2 separate regions of the Macaca mulatta genome follow, and region 2 is linked to region 1. The links are chromatin contacts, called in public Hi-C maps. All regions are on one chromosome and are shown on one strand. The core of a region is the stretch at or near the end of the contact, and the rest is flanking DNA. Distances in the headings are between cores, read along the strand shown. Region 1 holds the start of PIGG (phosphatidylinositol glycan anchor biosynthesis class G). Region 2 holds the start of ATP5ME (ATP synthase membrane subunit e).

The links. Hi-C and Micro-C count contacts between places; a contact is called where the count stands out from the background.
Region 2: a Hi-C map of fetal cortex germinal zone shows a contact between it and region 1, with 2.1 times the contacts expected there. The contact joins the promoter of ATP5ME here to the promoter of PIGG in region 1. A contact is called at or near these places in 2 of 14 Hi-C or Micro-C datasets (CD4 T cells and fetal cortex germinal zone).

Annotation. Positions count from the first base shown.
Region 1 is chr5:562,193-567,943 of T2T-MMU8v2.0, forward strand. It overlaps PIGG (phosphatidylinositol glycan anchor biosynthesis class G), which reads left to right and starts at 2,741. Exons shown (of 12, transcript XR_013417624.1): 1 at 2,741-3,116; 2 at 4,286-4,491. All of the region lies in intron 1 of LOC144341060 (a long non-coding RNA gene), which reads right to left.
Region 2 is chr5:734,565-740,315 of T2T-MMU8v2.0, forward strand. ATP5ME (ATP synthase membrane subunit e) reads right to left here and starts at 3,684. Exons shown (of 3, transcript XM_078002853.1): 1 at 3,527-3,684; 2 at 2,607-2,705; 3 at 1,712-1,793. The coding sequence starts at 3,665. The coding sequence ends at 1,774. MYL5 (myosin light chain 5) reads left to right here and starts at 3,692. Exons shown (of 8, transcript XM_078002849.1): 1 at 3,692-4,011; 2 at 5,427-5,568. It overlaps PDE6B (phosphodiesterase 6B), which reads left to right. Exons shown (of 21, transcript XM_078002804.1): 21 at 1-158.

The DNA.
Region 1 (5,751 bases), core at 1,491-3,990:
CTCATAGAAGACCTAGTTTGGCAGGGTGCCCTTTGTGATTTCAGCAATGTCGAACTTACCCTCTACACCTTCGTTACCATTATTATGGTTTACTCTAATTCCCCTAGTTACTCCTACTAATCCTAAGTTTATATGGAGATTCTCTACAACTGAAATCTGGTCTACAAACAACCAGGTACACTCAGCCATGCAAGGCACTGCAGATTGCTCCCCCCAGGGCTATCAAGCTGCCCTCTCCCTTAAATTTGACCTAGGTTCCGTCGGCAACTATGACCGCCCAGTCATATGTTTCTTGTACGACCAAACTGAATATAATTGTAAAAATTACTGGCAAGAAACCAACCTGGGGTGTCCATACAACTATTGCAACATCCATGAGTTGGCCCCACTGTGTGAGAATGGTTATTGTACCCCCAAAGATCGACCTTTTACAAGAAATTTAACATCAGGCAAATATACTCTTCATATTAAGGATCCCTGGGACCCCTGGTGGGCCCAGGGAGTTAAAGGTGGACTATATGCATCATCTGTTTCCTCATATCCCACCACAATCATCCAGGTAGAGAGTATACGTACAGCAAGTACATCTCCCTAAAGGTGTACAGGCCCTACAAAATTTACAAAATTTAACCTCAGCCATAAAATCTCATGAACAAAAACTACAAAAACAGTTAAGCCCCCTTAACAATGAGGACCCATTACCCCCTAACAATGAGGACCCATTCTCATGGTTGACACTTATTCGCCACGGACTTAACTTGACACAGGCAGTTGGACTGAAAAACCTCTCCCACTGCTTCCTCTGCGCTGCACTCGGGAAACCTCCCTTAGTGGCGGTCCCTCTACCAGCCGCTTTCAATATCACCACCAACCCTACCAGCTCCTCTCAAGCAACATCCTTACCTCAAGTCTCATTATACCATGATCCAGAAAGTCAAACCCTTCCTTTCTGCTACTCTACTCCCAACCCTTCGTGGTGTAATCATACCCAAGCTCCCAGCGGGACCCAGATGGCTCCTGTTGGCGGCTACTTCTGGTGTGACCAAACTTTATCTAAAACTCTTTTATTTTTTATTTTTTATTTTTTTTGAGACGGAGTCTCGCTCTGTCGCCCAGGCTGGAGTACAGTGGCCGGATCTCAGCTCACTGCAAGCTCCGCCTCCCGGGTTTAGCCATTCTCCTGCCTCAGCCTCCCGAGTAGCTGGGACTACAGGCGCCCGCCACTTCGCCCGGCCAGTTTTTTGTATTTTTTAGTAGAGAGGGGTTTCACCGTGTTAGCCAGGATGGTCTCGATCTCCTGACCTCGTGATTCGCCTGTCTCGGCCTCCCAAAGTGCTGGGATTACAGGCTTGAGCCACCGCGCCTGGCCTTATCTAAAACTCTTAACCACACCTCCATCACCCAATCCCTTTGTGTTCCGGTGTCTTTAGTGCCTACTTTAACCCTATATGGCGAAGGAGAATTGTCCGAGCTAGCTTCCCAGCTTACCACTTCCAGCAATAAAATCCAAAAACGGGCCATTTTTCTTCCCTTAGTTATCGGGGTTTCCCTAGCATCGTCCCTAGTAGCCTCAGGACTTGGAACAGGGGCCCTCACCCACTCGATTCAATCCACACAGACCCTCTCCACTCAGGTCCAAGCAGCCATAGAGGCTTCAGCTGAAAGCCTAGCCTCTTTACAACGTCAAATCACCTCAGTAGCCCAGGTAGCAGCACAAAATAGGCGGGCATTAGATCTTCTTACTGGTGAAAAAGGAGGAGCATGCCTCTCCCTAGGAGAGGAGTGTTGCTACTACATAAATGGATTAGGCCTGGTTGACACCAACGTCCAAACGTTAAACAAAATCAAAAAGGAGCTTCAACAATTTAATGCCCCCTTAAATTGTTGGTATCACTGCTGCCTGTAGTACAGCAGATGCTTCCATTCCTAATTCCCATACTAATCCTCTGTCTTATGTTATGCTTTGCTCCCATTCTAATAAAATTTCTCCGAGCTAGGGTCCAAGAAATCACCCAGTCACCTTCAACCAAATGCTCCTGCATCCCTACACCCAACTGCCAACCTCAGACCCTAACTACGCCCCTTAACAGCAGGAAGCAGCCAGACTGACAATGGCGCCCCAAATTCCTACAATTAATAAGAGGTTAGACTGTTTGGGTGAGGGAGAAGGGACCAAAATGGAGGAAGGTGAACAACATGGCACAGTCCCGATTGCTTCCGTGTTGTTCATCACCAACTTTCCCGCGCCCAGAAAGTGCAGGGCAACGGAGCGTCGGCCAGGTGACCTCAATCCGAAGAAATCAAACTTACCCGCCCACGCCTACTGAGACGCCCCTATCACGCCCTTATCCCGCCCACTGCCCTCCCCCTTCCAGTATCAATGCATAAAAGTTCCCCAGCAGAGGCCGGTGGGCTTCTCTGGCCCCATACCTGAGGACTGGAGAACCTACCCCAAGAGTGTGTGCATATTTGCAATAAAAGGCTGCTGCTTTCTTATGTACTTTGGCCTGTTTAATTATTTAGCTCTCCTAAATTAAATTAAGACAACAATATATATTTATCTGAACATCAAATCGTGCCCATAAATATGTGCCTTTACAATGTGTCCATTAAAAAATAAAATTTTCAAATAAACTTTTTTTTTTTTTTTGTGAGGCGGAGTCTCGCTCTGTCGCCCAGGCTGGAGTGCAGTGGCCCGATCTGGGCTCACTGCAAGCTCCACCTCCTGGGTTCACGCCATTCTCCCGCCTCAGCCTCCTGAGTAGCTGGGACTACAGGCGCCCGCCACCGCGCCCGGCTAATTTTTTGTAGTTTCACCATGTTAGCCAGGAAGGTCTCCATCTCTTGACCTCGTGAATCCGCCCGCATCGGCCTCCCAAGGTGCTGGGATTACAGGCGTGAGCCACTGAGCCCGGCTTTCCAAATTGAAAAAATTCTAAAACCTTGTACCTCGCAGTGGGCTGCGCCCACCGCGGACTCGCAGGGAAGGCCGCCGCAGAGAGCCTGGATCACCGCCCGCCGGGCGTATTTCCAGCGTGACGCCGCTTTGGCGCGCCGGCGAAAGTGACGCGCCACTGTGGCCCGCCGGCGGACGTGACGCCACTGTGGCTGCGACGGTAAGGCCTGGCGTTCTTGCTTAGAGACGGCTACCTGGAGCCGGAAGCGCGGGTGCAGCAGGGCGAAGCTCCAGGTGGGGTCGGTTCCGCATCCTGCCTGGCGTGTCCACGATGCGGCTGGGCTCCGGGACTTTCGCTACCTGTTGCGTAGCGATCGAGGTGCTAGGGATCGCAGTCTTCCTTCGGGGATTCTTTCCGGCTCCCGTTCGTTCCTCTGCGAGGGCGGTACACGGAGCAGAGCCCCCAGCGCCCGAACCCTCGGCTGGTACGGACCCCTCCCCAGCATCTCCGCTCCCCTGACCCCACATCCCCTAGAAGACCCTTTTTCTGAGCGTCACTGCTCGGATTTCTTCTCGGCGCTCCCCGGTGGTCTCCCGTTATGGTCCCCACCCCAGAATTTTTTTTTTTTTAACCGCTCCAGCGTCTCTTTTCTGTATTCTTACAACTTTGTGGCAACCACCTCTACTGGCCCCACTTCGACCTTCCTTCCTGATCACCACAAAGTAAGCTGTGTCCATACCTGGGATCCGGCCTCTCCAGCTCTACTCGTCCAGAGCCCCCGCCCCTCTCCTGAGGAGCCTTTGGGTCACTGCCTGTTCCAGGCGCCCTTTTTGCCCCCTAGCACACTACAGATAAGACCCCTGCCGATCCCTTCGCGTTTGGGTCTCTTACGTTCCTCCAAGGTGTTTTCCCTGCCTAGTGGCTAAGGCCTTTCTGCGTTAGGCCCCTTCCTAGTCTTCATCTACCCAGCCATATACAGCAAGTAAAGGAGCCCTGGTTCTGGACCACGTGCACACACCAGCCGCTGACCGCGAAACGCAGTATATAAACACCCAGCCATCCCATTCTTGCAGCTCTGGGTTTTAGGTCAAGCTCCCTAAATGTCCCATCCCAGGACGCTTACGTAGGGATTCCCCTGCCCTGGTACTCCTCACTATACTAAGGATAATTAACTGCTTACTACTGTGGGTCCCTGAGATTACTCCTATTAACCCCCGTCCATTCCCGGCAGCACTACCTACCAAGTAGAAGTCTCCTCCTTTTGGGTTGGGTTATATAGATATGGCAGGATATGTGCTGGAGAAGTAGGTAGAAGCTAGATTGTGGAGGTGCTTGAATGCTTAGGAAAGTTCAAAGTTCAATTTCCTTTTTTTCTTTCAAACACTTAGGAGCCAGTTCTAACTGGACCACGCTGCCATCACCTCTCTTCAGTAAAGTTGTTATTGTTCTGATAGATGCCTTGAGAGATGATTTTGTGTTTGGATCAAAGGGTGTGAAATTTATGCCCTACACAACTTATCTTGTGGAAAAAGGAGCATCTCACAGTTTTGTGGCTGAAGCAAAGCCACCTACAGTTACTATGCCTCGAATCAAGGTAAGTTGGCCTTAATGTTTTAATGAATCATGGTTTGGCTCTTTTGAAGATTTAAAGGGGGCCTCTGTAGTCTTTCGCTTGGAGTTGCAATTTTAAGAAAGTGGAAATTTTGTGCTATCAGTTGGCTGGGGCAATAGAACGCTGAGGGAGCCTCACACAGGACGGAACTGAGACCCATGATTTGTGCCTCTTGTCAAGTAGCCAAAACTCATGCTTCACGGGAAGTATAAAAGATTTATAGGCCGGGCCTGGTGGCTCAAGCCTGTAATCCCAGCACTTTGGGAGGCCGAGACGGGCGGATCATGAGGTCAGGAGATCGAGACCATCCTGGCTGACACGGTGAAACCCCGTCTCTACTAAAAAATACAAAAAACTAGCCGGGCAAGGTGGCGGGCGCCTGTAGTCCCAGATACTCGGGAGGCTGAGGCAGGAGAATGGCGTGAACCCGGGAGGCGGAGCTTGCAGTGAGCCGAGATCTGGCCACTGCACTCCAGCCTGGGCGGCAGAGCGAGACTCCGTCTCAAAAAAAAAAAAAAAGATTTACAGCAAGATCACCCAGGCTAACCTACCCCAAGATATACCATTCTTGGTAACCTGCTTTCTTCTTTAATCGCCATTGGGTCATTTGTAATCTTAGAAGGAGCCTTTAGAGCTGATCTAGTTCAGTCTCTAGATCTTATAGATAGGAAAGCAAACCCAGATAAGTTAAATGTGACTTCTCCAAAAGTATCCAACAGTATACATAATGATCCAATTAGTATGATCTGCCTCAACAATTACCACTGTTTCCACCATATCCTTCAGGTGTCCAGCCTACTGACAGCAGCTTTGAAGTACATAGTGCATTTCCCAAGAACCATGGGTAAAGAAAAAAAGTAAGCCTTTATTGATTGGCTCGAAAACTTTTGAGCAACTACTATGTGGTGATATTTTAATGGGTATACAATCGGGGAGAAAATAGTATCTCTGCCTTCATGTAGCTTTTAGTCTTTAGATATACAGTCACTCAACAAAGGAGCATATGAAAACATGCAGTTGGGCCGGGCGCGGTGGCTCACGCCTGTAATCCCAGCACTTTGGGAGGCCGAGGCGGGTGGATCACGAGGTCAGAAGATCGAGACCATCCTGGCTAACACGGTGAAACCCCGTCTCTACTAAAAATACAAAAGAATTAGCTGGGCGAGGTGGCGGGCGCCTGTAGTCCCAGCTACTCAGGAGGCTGAGGCAGGAGAATGGCGTGAACCCGGGAGGCGGAGCTTG
Region 2 (5,751 bases), core at 2,434-4,933, 170 kb after region 1:
GAAATCACTGAGAACATTTGCAGCCACACATGTACATATGTGTATACAGGTAGACAGATGGACACAGGCCGTTTCTCATCTGGTTTAGGAAAACACACATGCTCAGAAATTCAGAATAAAATAAACAGAAAACCACTTGCCCATTATTTGTGGTAAAATGATAGCAGAAGCCACACTACATTTGACCCATCAGAAAAATTCTGCCAGAAAGGTCAAGGCCACAGGTAGAGCGGCCATCCAACTTCAGTGGTCTGAGCAGAAATGATCTGTAATGAACACCACGCAGTGGCTCTGATGGCTCCAGATGGCACCAGGAGGGGAGGGCGGGGCTGGATGCCGATGCCTGTGCACCCCCATGACTAAATATTGGTGAGCCTGGAGTAAAGGACAGAGGCAAAGAAATGGACTTCCCAGTTGAAATGGGAATTATGTTAAATTCGGGATGTTCAACTCATGATGGGAGCTCCAAAGCATTTGCTCCCGACAATGACACTTAACTAGATGGGGTCATTGGGGTGGGTGTAGGAGAGCAGCAGACGTGCCCAGCACCGCCAAAGGCCTGCAGGAAACGGGTGCTGGATTTTTTGTTTTGAGACAGTCTCACTCTGTCACCCAGGCTGGAATGTAGCGGCATGGTCTTGGCTCAATGCAACCTCCACCTTCTGGGTTCAAGCAATTCTCCTGCCTCAGCCTCCTGAGTAGCTGGGATTACAGGCACCCATCACCACAACCAGCTAATTTTTATATTTTTAGTAAAGACGGGGTTTTGCCATGTTGGCCAGACTGGTCTTGAACTCCTGACCTCAAGTGATCCGCCCACCTCAGCCTCCCAAAGTGCTGGGATTACAGGCGTGAACCACCGTGCCCAGCCTTCATTTTCATCTCACTGGTCAGAGACCCCTGGTATCCAGAGCCTGGGACTGGGATGAGGGGCTCCTAAGAGGTTCTGAAGGACCCTGCAACCAGCCCCTCTGGACGCCAGGACAGGATGTGAAAGCATCTTGCTCACTCAAACCTCACCTTAACCAAATGTCCTGAAAAGCTTGTAGGCTGCTCCTCCCTCTGGCCTCACATGTGCAAATGAACTCATTTTACAAACTGGGGCTCCAAGCCTAGATTTGTTCAAGGCATGTAATTGGGAAGTAGCAACTTCCATCCTGTTGGAGAGGGAAGTCGCTCAGGCACCACAGGACCACCTTCCTGCACAGCTCAAACAGCACTCAGGCCCTGTCCTCATGAGGTCACATCACTGGACTTTTAGTCCCAAGTCTGACCTGGCCACCTCCTGGGATCAAAGGGAGGATTTGTGAAGTGGCAGGTGGGGGCAAGGAGTTATCGTGGAGGACCCAGCTTCCAACTGTAAGGGCAGCAGCCAGTGCCCACCTCTCCCCATCCAGGAGTCTGGGCTGCTGACAGCAGCAGCCTAGAACTCAGAATCAAGACAACCCCAGTACTCATGAGGCCTCCAGCTGACTGACCATTACAGACGCCCTTTGGGGCGCCCACCTGGATGCCCCAGACAGAACAGGCAGCGCGCGTCTGTCCTTCTCGCTGTGTTTGTATGATGCATTCTGGGTCTGTGAATGGTCACGTGGATTAATACTTTTGAAACCCCCTCCCTGTCTTCCACCTCATGTGAACTGGGAGATGGACAGAACTTCAACCTAGGAGTTTGACAACCAGTGACAGCAAATGAGAAGGAGCCAGAGTATCACACATCACAGGAAGCTTTATTCATCCGCTGCTGCTCCAGAGAGAGGGTCACGGGGTCACTCACTTTAATATGCTGTCATCTTGGGCTGGAAGGTTAGAAGAAAAGCACATGTTACTACACGCAGGTAACCTAAAAAGACGTCAGCTTCCCAGTTGTTTTTGTTTGTTTTTTTGTTTTGAGATGGAGTCTCCCTCTGTCACCCAGGCTGAAGTGCAATGGTGTGATCTCAGCTCACTGCAACCTCTGCATCCCAGGTTAAAGCGATTCTCCCGCCTCAGCCTCCTGAGTAGCTGGGATTACATGTACCTGCCATCATACCTGGCTAATTTTTTTTTTTTTAGACAAAGAGTTTTGCTTTGCTGCCCAGGCTGGAGTGCAGTGGTGTGATCTCAGCTCACTGCAACCTCTGCCTCCTGGATTCAAGCACCACCTCCCAGGTTCAAGCAATTCTTGTGCCTCAGCTGAGTAGCTGGGATTACATGCCTGCCACCATGCCCGGCTGATTTTTTGTATTTTAGTAGAAATGGAGTTTCACCATCTTGCCCAGGCTGGTCTCGAACTCCTGAACTCAGGCAGTCTGCCTGTCTCGGCCTCCCAAAGTGCTAGGATTACAGGCATGAGCCACCACACCCAGCCATGCCCAGCTAATTTTTGTAGAGACAGGGTTTTACCATGTTGGTCAGGCTGGTCTTGAACTCCTGACCTCAGGTGATCTGCCCGCCTCGGCCTCCCAAAATGCTGGGATCACAGGCATGAGCCACCATGCCTGGCCAGCTTCCCTGTTTTTAAACAATCCACATCTACTTAGCTCTGCTTGAATGTCCTTCTCCATTTTCCTTATCCCTGCACAAACCTGGGAGGGACAATCTATAAGAGCTAGTGTCACACGTACCTTCTGCCAATTCTCTGGCAATCCGTTTCAGTTCATCCTGCCTCTTCTTCTCCTCTGCTTCTATCCTCCTCTCCTCTTCTGCCCGAGGTTTTAGGTAATCTGTTTGGGGGAATGCAGGGGAATAAACTTCACTGGAAATGCTGCATAAAAGGAACTGAGTCCACAGGTCAAGGTATCTTCAGCGACGCTGTGAACCAGAAGCACCTGCTGTCCCCTCTCTTTATGTCAACGAGAGTCAACGCCTGACCTTCACCCTAAAGAGTCCAATCCAGAGGCTACAGGGTCCCTGCTGCCCACTCCCTCATGCACTGGCTCACTCGTCCTCTGTGAACAGGGGCTGCCTCCCGTCAGACCTCAGCACTCCAACACCCACTCAGCACCCGTTTTCAACAAGCAGCAGCCGTTTTCGAGTCCCCCGCCCGAGCCTCAGAGGCCTGAGCTTTGGGTGAGCTGTTTCCACTCTAGGGGTCCCGCTCGGTGGAGGACACGGTCTGCCTCGCATGAGTCCCAGCCCCACTTCCAGAGCTGGAGTTCACCAAATGGCAGATGAAGAACTTCACAGGAAAGCCGAGCAGATCCCGCCCCGGCCCCGGGTCCGCCCGCGGTCACTCACTGTAGCGCGTGGCTCCGTAGGCCATACCGAGGAACAGGGCGGAGTAGCGGCCGAGCTGCGAGAGAGGTTGATCAGAGGCGGCGGGAAACCGGACTCGCGGGATGGGGGTCGCGGGAGGAGAGGGGATGGGGTCGCCGGGCAGAGATCGCAGGAGGGGTGGGGGACGGGTCGCCGGGCGAGGGTCGCCGGGCGGGGATCATGGGGGCGGGGGGCGGGGGGCGGGGGTCGCAGCCCGCGGGGTGGGAGCTGCGGGGCGGGACACGGAGGGGCCCAGAGCACTGCTCGGCGGCTGCAAAGCCTGGATCACCTTGATGAGCGGAGAGACCTCCACCGGCGGCACCATCTTGTCCCTGACCTCCGCACCGGAAGCACAACCCGCGGTCGGAGGCGGACGCCGCACAAGCCCGCAAAGCCTTGGAGGCAAAGGCGGAGCTGGACGGACGCATGCGCTGTCAGCAGCGAGAGAGCGGGGCAGGGGGGCGGGGCGCGCCTCCTGGTGGCTGGAGGGTGACTGCGCACTCCCGGGCCGTGGTGACGTCACGTGATGCGCACGCGCACAAGGGCCGGGGCGTGCGCGGATGACCACCGGCTGCGCCCGCGGGGTTGCTTCGTGAGGCGGTGTCAGCGCCGAGTGGGCCGGGGGTTTCTTTTCGCCGCAGGGCTTGGGCCCGGCTGTCTCCCCGCGCCGCTGCTGAGGTCCTGTCGTGCGCGTCCTGGCCGTGTGTCCACACCCCAGACTGCGGACTGAGGCGCACTCGGTCTTCTTGCGGCGCGGAGCGTCCGGGACCTGAGGTCAGGGCGGCTCGGGCGGGTCCAGCCCCGCGGTCCGTGCCCACCTGAGGGCGGCCTGGGCAGGGACCTGGGGGTCCTGGGAGCGGAGTGTGAGCCAAGTGCAGGTGGCTCCCCGGGCAGGTCCTTCCCCTACAGGGCAGTGACCCTCTGGCCAGTGTCTGTCGCCGGCCGGGCCGCGCTGGACTCCGCAGCCCGCGGTAGCATGGCCTCCAGGCCGCTCTGCCTGTGGCTGCTCTGCCTGGGGGCACCGGACGCCCTTCCCGCCGGAGCTGGAGCTTCCTCACCCCAGGATCTCCCATCACTTCCGTCCCGAGGAGGGGCTGGGATCTTCTTGGGAAGACCAGCCCCCAACAGAGGCTGCTCCCTGGGTCCCCCGACTCCAGCCTTCAGGACTCCACAGCTCCAAGGGCCCGCCCCGGCCCAGGCCTGGGGACCACTGAGCCCCTCACTGGTCTTTGCTGGCCTCTGTCCACCTCCCAGTAGCTGTGTGTCTCCCACAGCTGCCCAGAGATAGGGCCTGCGGTGCCCATGTAGCCTCCCCGCTGTACCCGGGGTGCTGACCTGGCAGCCCCATGGACACCAGGCCTGGAGTCTGGGCAGGAGCCTTGCCCCTCCCACGTTCTGGATCTTCCTGGCAGCAGCCATGCTGTCCGTGTTAGGCCATCTGCGGGCCCCCTTTGGCCCCATGCAGTAGTGACGCAAGGCCTCCTGTGTCCCCTCTCCTGGCCCTGCACTGCTACGGGCAGAAGCAACTGGAGAACTATGGCTCGGGCCTCGCTAAGGTGCAGCATCACAAACTCCAGGACTCCTGAAGCGGGCATGGGGAGGACCACAATCCTGGCGACCTGGGCTGCCTGCCCAGGCCTGAGCCACCTCTACCTTCTCTCCTGGCTTGTTCTGGGGTCCAGGGCCTGGGCCTCTCTGGCTGAGAAACTGGGAAGCCACTGGGCTCTGTTTCCTGGGCTGGGTATACCAAGACCAATCCTATAGGGCAGGGGTTCCCAGCCCCCAGCCACAGACCAGTACCAGCTGGTGGCCTGTTAGGAACCAGGCAGCACAGGATAAGGTGAGGGAGCATTGAGGGAGCATGACCGCCTGAGCTCCACCCACTGCCAGGTCAGCCTGGGCATCAGATTCCCACAGGAGCATGAACCGTACTGTGAGCTGCGCACTTGGATCTGGATTGCGCTCTCCCTGTGAGAATCTAATGCCTGATGAACTAAGGTGGGACAGTTTCATCCCGAAACCTTCCTCCCCAACACGGAAAAATTGTCCTCCATGAAACCTGTCCCAAGTGCCAAAAAGGTTGGGGACTTGCTGTGGGGCCACCCTGATCTTTTCTCCAGCTTCTGTGAGGTTGACCTGCAGGCCCTGAAGACTCCTGCCTGAGGCCTCTGCCTGAACCCTGTCCTCAGGGGGCCAGAAGCAAGCCCCAGCTCTCCCCAGACCTCCTATTGCTTGCTGAGGAAGCCGCAGGTGCACACTGGATCCGCCAGGCACAGAAGCATTCTGGCCCTCAGCAAAGCCCCCACCTTCCGCCAGGGCAGACGGCCTCGGGTGACCACGGGTGGTTTCCCTTCACTGGATTTTAAAATAAACCAGAGTCCTCAGCAACTCCTGCTTCCAGAATCAAAAATAAGTGTCTCTGGGGCCCAAGGTGGGGGGTGAGGGGGACATACCAGCAGCTTCCACCGGAGGTGGGGTGGGGCAGGGCAGGGCACCAGCAGGGAAAACACTCGG